3 separate regions of the Mus musculus genome follow, and regions 1 and 3 are each linked to region 2. The links are chromatin contacts, called in public promoter capture Hi-C maps. All regions are on one chromosome and are shown on one strand. Each heading gives the region's core, a stretch centred on a gene start, on an enhancer-like site or on the middle of the called end of the contact. The rest is flanking DNA. Distances are from core to core; before and after follow the strand shown. Region 1 holds the start of Zfp13 (zinc finger protein 13). Region 2 holds the start of Zfp160 (zinc finger protein 160). Region 3 holds the start of Pkmyt1 (protein kinase, membrane associated tyrosine/threonine 1).

Region 1 (3,677 bases), core at 999-3,498, 2.6 Mb after region 2:
TGTTGGACAGCTTAGAGCGACCTGGAACTCCAGCTCCAGGGAATTTCATGCTCTCTTTGGACCACAAGCATCTGTGTTCTCTGCCCCCCACCGTCACACACACACACCATACATACATATAAATAAAAATAAGTAAAAAAGAGGAAAGAAGGAGGAGGAGGCACAGAGAACAAGATGGAGCCACACACATACTTGGCTCTAGGAATAGCCAGAGCCATGAAAAGTCTCCCTTCCTGAAAGCCATCCAAGGGAGCAGGCCTTGTACAGCTATGAGAGACTAAACCCAGGTGCCTAAGCCTCTCCGTTAATGGGAACTTCCCAGGCAGTCACAAGAAGCCAACACACCCAGGCTGGAAGATACAAGAAGGGCCTGAACCACCAAGCTCTAAAGCCTCCCTTACACTGGGGGGTGAACGCCTGATGAGTTCCCACCTAGAAACCATGATGGAGCCAGTTGGCCTTCCCCTCCCTGCCTGGGACTGACTGCTGGTCTGGACTCAGCTGCTCTATCGCCTGCATAAAACAGTTAGAAGGTTGAATGAGAGACAGTTGTCTACTCCAGAAAGTTCTAGATAAACAAAGAGCAATGCAAGCAATTACAACTGTTGCTCCACCAGTGTGCAGCTGACAGGGTATGACATCAGCAGAGAATGCAGATACACAAGGCTCACTGGGTATCAGAGGAAGGGACACTGGATACTGGTAACAATTCTTTAAGTGTCTACACCATAAAAGCAGCAGTACTTGTACCAGTGTATATTTATTAATAGTTATAACACCAACAGAACTAGGTGGGAGGATCCCAGTCCCGCTGACTTGGTCTGGTAGTTCTGGGTGTTCTCGCTTCATGGACCACAGGAGTCATCAGTTACAGGCTCACAAACTGCTTACAGACGACTCACACACTCATTATCTCCTTCGAGCCTACCAGTGACCTAGTAAGACAAGTGGGAGTGAGTCAACTTTACACACAGCACAAGTAGTTCCCACAGAGCAGGGCTGCCCAAGGTAACACACCAGGCCTGAGGCTGAGTCAGAATCCTCTAGCTCCAAGACCGGGAGTCCAAGCCTGGACCCACAAAGATGGCGATTACACACACACACACACACACACACACACACACACACACGCACGCACACACCTAGTAACAGGCAGAACTAGAACTTGGACACAGAGAGGTAAGCTATGAGGAGGTGCAACCCAAGAGAAAGAAAGTGGGCAGTAGAGGACTTTCCTGTGTTCTGTGGGCACTATGCCCCTTACTGGACAGAACAAAACCAGTTACACTGAAAAGACCAGTTGGAAGCTATTTTCCATGATTACACCTCTTCTCCCACAGTGACTCTCATGCTTCCTTTTGTCCAGACACAGGTTTTGAAAACACCCTCTCCTACAGTTCAAGGCATCCCTCCCTAGCTAGGATCCCAGGATACCTCATGGGATTTCTCCTCGTTCTCAGTAGCCGCGATGCTTTGACTGTCTGCAGACATCTTCCACTTCAGAGCCAGGAAAAACAGCAAATGGTTCTTTCCCTTGCTAGTCGAGCCCCGTCCAGGTTTTAGCCAAGAACCTGGAAAAGAGGAAAGTAATCACTACCGTAGGAACACTTCCAAAGTGTCCAGCACTCCCCATGCCTGACCACAGTGCATACGAAGTCTGCCAGCCCCTACGGTGCCCCGCGGTGAATGATATTTTCTGGTTTCTCGGAAAGGAATGGTATTGTCCCCTTTGTCACTGAAGCAAGAGCCCTAAATCTCAGTGAAGCCAGGTGATGGCAAGTGAGGGCTGAATCAGGGCTTCTTGTCAATGAGGTGCAGAAACTTCTGCGGAGAGCCTGCCAAGGAGGCGCCAGTGCGTTGATGCCTGCTGTGTGCCCCAGCCGGACACAGAGCTTCGCCTGAAACCCACAAATTAGCTGCCACCGTCAGCCGTTCTCTCAAAGCTGCAGCTTCCCACCTGGGAACGATCATCGTGGTCGTGGTCTGGGTGGTACGTGTCCTCATCTTCCCAATCCTGGGTCCAGCCCCTTCATTATCGCTTGCCAGCATTCCACCTTTGACCCTGCCCCCTTCTGCAAGCTGACTGCACGAGCCGATTTCCATGTGCCTTCCCTAGCATCCCCTTCACACAAGGAGGAAACAAAGGAGACCCGGGGGTGAAGGTGGGAATGGAGACCCCCTCCCTAGAGTGAAACCAGTGTCTGCAGCCAGAACAGAACGGATGGAGAAGCCCGGTGGAGGCTGGGATTAGGGACAACAGGAAGTTCCTTCCAGATCCCATTCCCCAACTCAGCTGTAGCTTTACAGAGTTCCCAGATTTGAGGGTTCCGGTCCTGGGGTCCCTTGCCTCTGCTGCACCTGCTTTTGGCTTGGGAGAAAGTGTCAGTGCTGGCTCTCAACGCTTACTATACCCAACGGTATCTATAAACACGAAACAGAAAAAACGGAAGATGCTCTGAGCCTTGTGGCACATGCCTTTAATCCCAGCACTCGAGTGGCAGAGGTAGGCAGATCCTTGAATCCTTGAGTTCGAGGCCAGCCTCGGCTACAGGGCGAGTTCCAAGACAGCACAGAGAAACTGTCTCAAAAACAAAACATAATTTCTGGTGTTTTGTGACTCAAAGACAGCACTGTAGTCATCATAACGGAGCAGCATTATTGCGCTGAATGGAAGGAGCAGAGCCATTCTCTCTCGCACACCACACCCACACATCAGAAGGTCTTTTACTCCTCTGGAGCACTTTGGACCCTCCCAAACTGGCAGAGTGCTCCATCCCTGAGTGCACTTAGGAAACAGGATGAGACTCTCTGTAGCCCACCCTGATGCCTACCTGTCTACAAGATGGGAGAGGAATTGGATTTTAAAAGAATCATTTAGGCTCGATAATAGAGGCGTATGGAGACTGACCCAGGGTGAATTTGAGAGAGGGGGAGGTATGGGGGATGAGTATAGTTCAACTACATTGTACAGAACTCTGAAGAACTAGATAAGATATCATGGATTTGTTGTCTCCGCTATGTAGCCCTAGCTTCCCTGGAACTCACTATATAGACCATGCTGTCCTCTAACTCTCAGAGATCTGAAGATACTATGGTTTTTAAAAGACAGAGAGTGGGGTGGAGGGGTGGAGTGATGGCTCAGAGGTTTAGAGCATTGGCTGCTCTTCCAGAAGACTTATGTTCAATCTCTAGCACCCACGTGGTGGTATTCCTAGCAGATCTGACACCCTCTTCTGAATTCCAAGTGTCTTGCACCCACATGCCACACAGACATATATACAACAAAATATAATAACTTTTAAATAGGGGCTGATTCAGTTGTCCAAGATCCTGATGCTACCTTCAGACCTGGGGAACTAAGGCTCTAAGGGGGAAGAAAGTGACTGTGCTTCTCATTCCATCCAGAACAGGTCATAGCAGTGTTAGGAGAGGGGTGGAGTCTTAGCCTGAGAACACTTCCTGGGGCGGAATGGTCTGCAGGAATTCATCCTGTGCCTGCTGGCTACAGCTCATCACTCATCGAGTCTTTTGAGACTGGATCTTTCATTCCAAAAGGCAAATACTAGTGGCTGAACAGTGGTTTGATCCTATAATCTCAGAAGTGATCAGGAGGCTGAGGCAGAGGAGTACAAAAAGTGAAGCCAGGCAGAGAGGGCTACATAATTCACAGAAACTAG
Region 2 (3,569 bases), core at 954-3,453:
TAAGTCCTTTTGAAGTCATTCCTCTGTTTTGTGTCAGATAACTTCAATGTACTTTGCCTGCTGTGACATCCTACTCCTTCGTTTTCTGTAGTATATAAGACTGGTGTTCACTTTGTGGCATTACATTCAGATCTAACACACTCTCTTGTGTCTGTGTCTGTCAATTCTCGCTGACTCTATACCCATCTGTCTGAGAGTCTGATTCCCATGGATTGAGGGGGGCCCACTGAGCCCAGTCCGTGGCATAATATCAAATCGGGTGCTTATAACATGTAGCCAAAAGGGACTGTAAAGCCCTTCCCAAGTGAGTAGGTTCCAAGTTGAGCACAGTCTCGGCTCCATGGATGAGCTCCCAGCTTCTGGTTCTGACCACCTGTCTTAGTCAGGGCTTCTATTCCTGCACAAACATCATGACCAAGAAGCAAGTTGGGGAGGAAGGAGTTTATTCAGCTTACATTTCCACATTGCTGTTGATCACCAAAGGAAGTCAGGACTGGAACTCATGCAGGTCACGAAGCAGGAGCTAATGCAGAGGCCATGGATGAATGTTACTTATTGGCTTGCTTCTCCTGGATTGTTCAGCTTGCTTTCTTATAGAACCCAAGACTACCAGTCCAAGGATGGCACCACTCAGAATAGGCCCTCCCTCCCTTGTTCACTAATTGAGAAAATGCCTTATAGCAGGATCTCATGGAGGCATTTCCTCAAGGGAGTTTCCTTTCTCTGTGATACCTTCAGCTTGTGTCAAGTTGACACACAAAACCAGCCAGTACAGGACCCTAGGCACATATTCATGAGATAAAAGAATCCTTATGGAAATGGTTCACCTTCTAGTGGTTCTCAAGAGCAATACCATATTTTAAATATCTTTGTTTCCTCTTCTCTTTTTCTTACCTCTGCTTCAGATTTAGGGGGGCAACCTGCCCAAGGACATGGCATTTTGAAGGACATTTGCAGAGAGGATGTCCAGACTCTGAGCAACTGCTTTCAATAGGATGAATAGCAAATGACTTTCTACTAACATAATGCATATATTAAAATGTTCAGCAGGAAGTAGTAGGGATCATGAGACAGTAGTGTAGGGTGAAATGATTACTATTCATTATATATTTAAAAGTATGTATCTGAAAGTACTTTGCAATGGTGAAGTACCAGGGAAACTCAGTGCATCTCATTATTCTATACTGGTGATAGTTTGTTGAATTCTATGTGTACTTCCTTTGGAAATGTTTGATGAACTGTAGATATGCTACATGGTGGAAATGAGAAGAAATATTTTTCATTAGCCATTCCTCAAATTATTCCCGCTGACCTTTGACAGTTACATCTGCAGACTGCTGTCACAAACATCCTTTAGAACACATGTACTTGTATGCAAGAGTTTGTTTCTATTTAAAGTAGATACAGTAAGAACTTTCAATGAGAATGCCAAAATAGCTTATATGCTGTTTCAAACTTTCAAGCCAAAAAGCACTTAAAATATTTTTAAATTGTTATTTTTATTACAAAGAGAAAAGTTGGCACTTAAAAAAAGAATCGATCTTCAATGCCAATCGTTCATGACCTTTGTGAATGCAATTCTCTTTTGTAACAGAAAATATAACTTTTAAAATAGGTAATTGTTTTTATATATAAAACTCTTCGAATTAAAAATAAAATCAATGCTTGCTTATATTCACCATCGTCCCCGACTCTCCTACCTATGCATGGTTACTGATTGACAATGCTCAGGAGCCCTGCTCCTTAGAGCTAGGAACCTGTGGGAGAATAAGGAGGGACTGAGAACTGTGCACCAAGAACACAACCTACTCTGAATCCCCTTGTAGAGCCAGACCCATGCCCACTTGTACTTGAGCACTATCCTACTCTCCAATGCATCCCCACACTCCCTTCTAGTCCATTATTTGGTTTGACCCTCCACCCCCACCCCGCTGTTTTCCGAAACAGTTCTAAGCCCTCACCACGCCATTCTCAGCATTCAGGTCCTCTCTAGCCCATAAACATTTCTTTAAATACTGTCCCCTCCAAGCAACAGTTTCCTGTTCCAAGTCCCACTAGCACGCAGTGGCCAGCATGCCCTAAAATTTCCTTCTCAGAGCAGCTTCCTTTCTAGGTACCGCCCCTTGTTAGCGTCAATCACTTGTTCTCTGGTCCCGCCTTATTTTACCCCGGATCTGACCGCGAATGCTGAATGCACTCCTGCGCAGCGACCCGGAAGCGGTTTTGCTCTGCATAAATTTTGTAGCTGGGTGAGTTTTCCCAGATTCTTTAGGCCGGTTGCTGGCACTCAGAACCCGGACCTCTGCCCTGGAGTCCCCATCTTGTGTGCAAAGCTCCACTCGGTGACGCGGAGAGCTGCGAGACTGAGGAAGTAGGAACGTGGGAGAGAGAGATGGCAGCGGAGCCAGGGGAGGGGATGGAGCCAGGAAGGAGCGGGGGCACGGATTCAAAAGCTTCAGCGGTCGGGGAGGAGACATGACTATCGTTTGTGCGGGCAGTGCCAGGTGATGCGGTACTAGAGAGTGCCGCGGGTGACAGAATAGCAGAGGAGCAGCTTGCCGCGGCGCCTGGTGGAAAGGAAAAAGAAAGCAGGGTCTGGAGATGCTGGCAAGAGTGGAGAGGAGGGTGAGAGAACAGCTAAACTGCCATAATGTGTGACAGAAAGAAAAGCAGGCGATGGAAGCGAAAGGGAAAGTATCTGGGGAGAACTTCCAAGACCAAGTTCTCAGACCAAGTTCTCAGCACAAAGATTTATTTGTCTTAGAGGTACAGAAGGCCCGGATAAAGGTCAGAGACAGGAGATAGAGGAAGAAGGGGAAGGGAACAAAGAAGAGGGCAGAAAGGGGCAAGAGAGAGGGGTTAGGAGTATTTGTCCAGAAGTGGGACAAATGACTGTTTCTAGATAGAGAGGAGACAGATGTGACCCATAGGCAAATGGCGGCTTATAGAGGTAAAATGAGAATCCCCTTATTAGGACGAGGTGTTTAGCTGGCACATTAATTAGGTGAGCCAGAGGTGCCTTTCGGTTGCCAGACTTCAATGCTTTGATAGCTGGGCCTTCATAGTAAGTGTCAGGAGGAGGAATTGGCCAAATAAAGGAATAGACTTTGGGTGTAGCTTTAGGAATGTAATCTGAGAGTTTTTAGCAAGGCAGAGAGAGGAAAGGGGCAAGGCCTACCAGAGTCATGGTCACCATGCTGGAGCTGGCAAAGTCCCTTCAGAAAGTGTGAATAAGATAGTGCAGAATGAGGGAGGGGCAGGCTGGATAAAGCAGAAGTTGATGGAATAGTAAGGTTATTATTACTGAGCTTGTCTTTGTTGTTGAAATAAAAAAACCCTTAATTTTTGTTTGAATTTTAGTGGTATGGAAGAGAGTTGCAAAACTTGATCTGATGGGCATTAACTGGTATTGTGTTAGGCATGGTGGCACAGATCAGTAATGCCAGCATGTGGGAAGAAAGCTGGGGTAGGAAAATGGAGACTTTAAAGGTGGCGTGGAATACTAAGACAAATAACTAAGACACTTTCTCAATGAATAAATACTGTTGGTGTTTACTGATCCTTTATAG
Region 3 (3,301 bases), core at 467-2,966, 2.7 Mb after region 2:
ACCTGTAACTGCTGTTAATCTATATTTACTAGGTGTCTAGTGCAGCCTTCTCTGCAGAGTGAGATGTTTTCTGATGTATGCCACTGAAATAAAATGCTTTTATTTCTCCCTGTAGCGCTGGGGATTGAACCAAGGGCTTCACACCTGCTAGCTGACAGCCTAGCCTTTCTACTTCTTCCCTAGTTTCTTTATGAGACAGGGTTCAAATTGATAAAACTGTGCCGGGTTTTGAGACAAAGTCTCACTATGTAGCCCAGGCTGGCCTAGAACTTCTGATATATATCAGGGTGGCCTCAAACTCAGAGATTACCCCTGCCTCAGCCTCCCCAGGTCTTCAGTGTTGGGATTACAGAGCTATACACCACTTTACCCAACTTTTACTTAGTGGTTTATCTGAGGACAGGCATCTTGTTTCGTTTTTTTGTTTTGTTTTGTTTTAATTGAGTTTTCTTTTTCTTTCTTTCTTTTTTTAAGATTTTATTTATTTTATGTATGTGAGTACACTGTAGTTGTCTTCAGGCACACCAGAAGAAGGCATTACAGATGGCTGTGAGCCACCATGTGGTTTCTGGGAATTGAATTCAGGACCTCTGGAAGAACAGTCAGTGCTCTTAACCACTGAGCCATCTCTCCAGCCCCAGGAATATTGTTATAGTACCCACTGGCCTCCAATTCCTAGGCTCATGTGACCTTTCTGCCTCAGCCGCCTCTGTGCTTGGGGTATAGACATGTACCAGTGCAGTTTTTTGTTTGTTTGTTTGTTTTGTTTTGTTTTGTTTTTTGTTACTGTGTGTGTGTTAGTGTGTTTTAATCATTATGAATTAGACTTTGAGGAATAAATGGTTGGAAGAAGGGGAGGCCTGTCCAGAAAACGGAGCTGGCAGAAAATAGCTCTAAATAGTTGGAGAGGGACCTGTCTAGGGTTCTCAACAAGGACTAGACCAAGTCACAACTGTTCTGGCTCTCAAAGTCACTAAAGCAAAGGGAAGGGCTTGGAGGTGGGCGGTACCCCAGCTCTTGATCTCAGGCTTAAGTAGGGCCTGGCCTTCCTTCCCACTGTTGTTCCAAGAGATTGCAGGAGCATTTTAGAGAGATTGGCTATAAAGCATGATTTTTCACTTCTAGTTGAAATCAATAAAGGTCCCTTTCTCCATGAAGCAAGCTCCACCCCACTTTGTTCTGTGCAGACCTTCTTTAAAGAAATTGTCCTAGGTTCCTCGGCTCCACGTTTAGAAGAAAAGTGACAACCCATCATGTACCAGAGGTTGTGAGGCCAGGAAGTGACTGAGAGGAGTCAGTTGAGCACAAGGTTCTGAGCTAAAGGATGTAAGAATCGGCCTCAGACAGCCTATTTACAAGGAGACTCCACCGTCTTAGAACAGGCGCTACCAATCGCTATCCTGGGATGATGAAGACCGGTGTCTGAATATGCATAAGATTATAAGTAGTGGGACATTCGCTTGTGCTGTCCCCAGTGGCAACTCCTTGAGGAGATGCCACTTGGCTGCAGGGCCCTTACCTGCCCCTTTTATGGACACGAATATTAAGGCAGCCAATAGAGAGCAGCTGGTGTGGGGACCATAGTGTGAAGGCCGACAAATACCGACAGAGAGGGGCCAAGGATCGTTCCCGCCGCAATAGGCCTCGAAGAGTTGCGTCTGCGCAGTGAGAGCGCTCCGGCAAACTTCGGAGGCGGGGAGACCTCGGTGCGCACGCAAGACGCGAGGCGGGGCCAATGCCCCGGGCGCTAGACCCGCTGCACCAGGCGGGGGCGGGACCACGGGCGAGCCTGGGCGGGGCCTCGAGGCCGGTTTGGAATTTTTGGCGCGAGCTGGCTCCGCGCGCGTTCACGGGCGGTTCCCCTTCTTGGAGGGTGCTTCGTCCCGGTGTCCAGAGGCCCCGCTGCCCGACCCCGGCCTGCCTGGCCTCTGTGAGGTCCCCAGCGGCCCCCGCCGACCCGGAACCTGGGACCTCGCTGCTGCGCCACGCTGCGCCACGCTGCGCCACGCCCAGCCTCCCCAGGTGAGCCCACACCCGGGTGAGATCTCCCGGTTGCGCCGCTCTTCCGCCGGCGCCCTGGCCCGCGCTCCTGCCGCGCTGCGCCCCGCGACTGCCCTCCGGCCTCTTCTCAGTATCCGGTCACCCCCCCACCCCCCTGCAGCAGCCCCACCCCTCCGTGTCTGTCACGGGCCGGACTAGCCCTCGGATGACTCCAGGTCAGCGCTGTCGCCCACGCCCCGCCTACTCCCGCGGGTCCCCTGTCCCTTCCCATTGGGCGCTCCTTTTCCAGCACTGCCTCTCTTTCTCCCGCGGCTCTCTGGGAAGAGCCCCTCCACCCCCGGGTGACAGCCTGTTTACGCAATGGTTTGTCAGAGTTCCCCCTCGCCTACCGAACGGATTCAGCAGTGGCCCTGCACGGGAGAAACTCACAGTCTAACGCTAGATGGTGGTCAACAGATGGGTACAGCTCAGTAAGAGGGTGAGGTCCCTGGAAACCCAGTGGCTCAGGGACACTCTGTACTCAGCCGGGACTCCACTACCAACCCTTCTCACCCCATAAAAGCTGTTTGACCAGGCCAGAGGTATTAGAATGTAAATGACCAGTGATGTTGAAATGAAAATGGCATTGAGAGGGAATGGTCTCTCTGGCTGAAACAGAAGGTGATGGACTCCCAGGTGCTAGGCATGGAGACTGTATTCCTTCTTCCTTTAAAAAAAAAAAGTTTTTACTCTTTTTAATGCATGTGTATTTTTGTCTGTTTGTGCCTAGTGCCCACATAGGTCAGAAAAGGGTGTCAGATCCCTTTGGAATTGGAGTTACAGACGCTTGTGTGTCAGGGAATCAAACCTGGTCCTTTGGAAGGGCAGCAAGTACTCTTACCTCCCCCACCCACGTCCCCTTCAAGACTGTAGGTTTAATTAACAAGCATGATCGTGGATCCTTACAGAAGACCTGGGATGGGATTTGTTTTTTTTTTTCTTAGGGTGGGCATCAAATGCAGGACGCTGATGGTGCCAGGCATGTACTCTATCACTAAGCTAAAGGCCACCTCTGGGATGGGATTCTTGAAGTAAATAGATCCATAACAAGAGGGCCTTCCAGCAAGCCTCTTAAGTACTTAACCTAAGTAGTAATTTGATCTAGCTACTACTAGAGGTTAGGTGTGGCTCCTTTGATACATTGTGGCTTCCCCTAAAATGGACACTTTCTATTGCTTTTTTGCCTTTGTTTCAATTACAACATTGGAGCAACCCAACACCCTCTTTTGCCCCAAGGGGCACAAAGATACTGACACCAGGG

The links. Promoter capture Hi-C pulls out the DNA fragments that hold promoters and counts their contacts.
Region 1: a promoter capture Hi-C map of hippocampal neurons shows a contact between it and region 2, with 8 times the contacts expected there. The contact joins the promoter of Zfp13 here to the promoter of Zfp160 in region 2.
Region 3: a promoter capture Hi-C map of hippocampal neurons shows a contact between it and region 2, with 6 times the contacts expected there. The contact joins the promoter of Pkmyt1 here to the promoter of Zfp160 in region 2.

What each region holds. Positions count from the first base shown.
Region 1 is chr17:23,584,004-23,587,680 of GRCm38.p6, forward strand. Zfp13 (zinc finger protein 13) reads right to left here and starts at 2,249. Exons shown (of 6, transcript NM_001356268.1): 1 at 1,958-2,249; 2 at 1,435-1,571. The coding sequence starts at 1,491.
Region 2 is chr17:21,006,738-21,010,306 of GRCm38.p6, forward strand. It overlaps Zfp160 (zinc finger protein 160), which reads left to right and starts at 2,204. Exons shown (of 5, transcript NM_145483.2): 1 at 2,204-2,249.
Region 3 is chr17:23,724,620-23,727,920 of GRCm38.p6, forward strand. Pkmyt1 (protein kinase, membrane associated tyrosine/threonine 1) reads left to right here and starts at 1,717. Exons shown (of 8, transcript NM_023058.3): 1 at 1,717-2,022. 1520401A03Rik (elastin) reads right to left here and starts at 1,832. Exons shown (of 41, transcript XM_017317755.2): 1 at 1,520-1,832.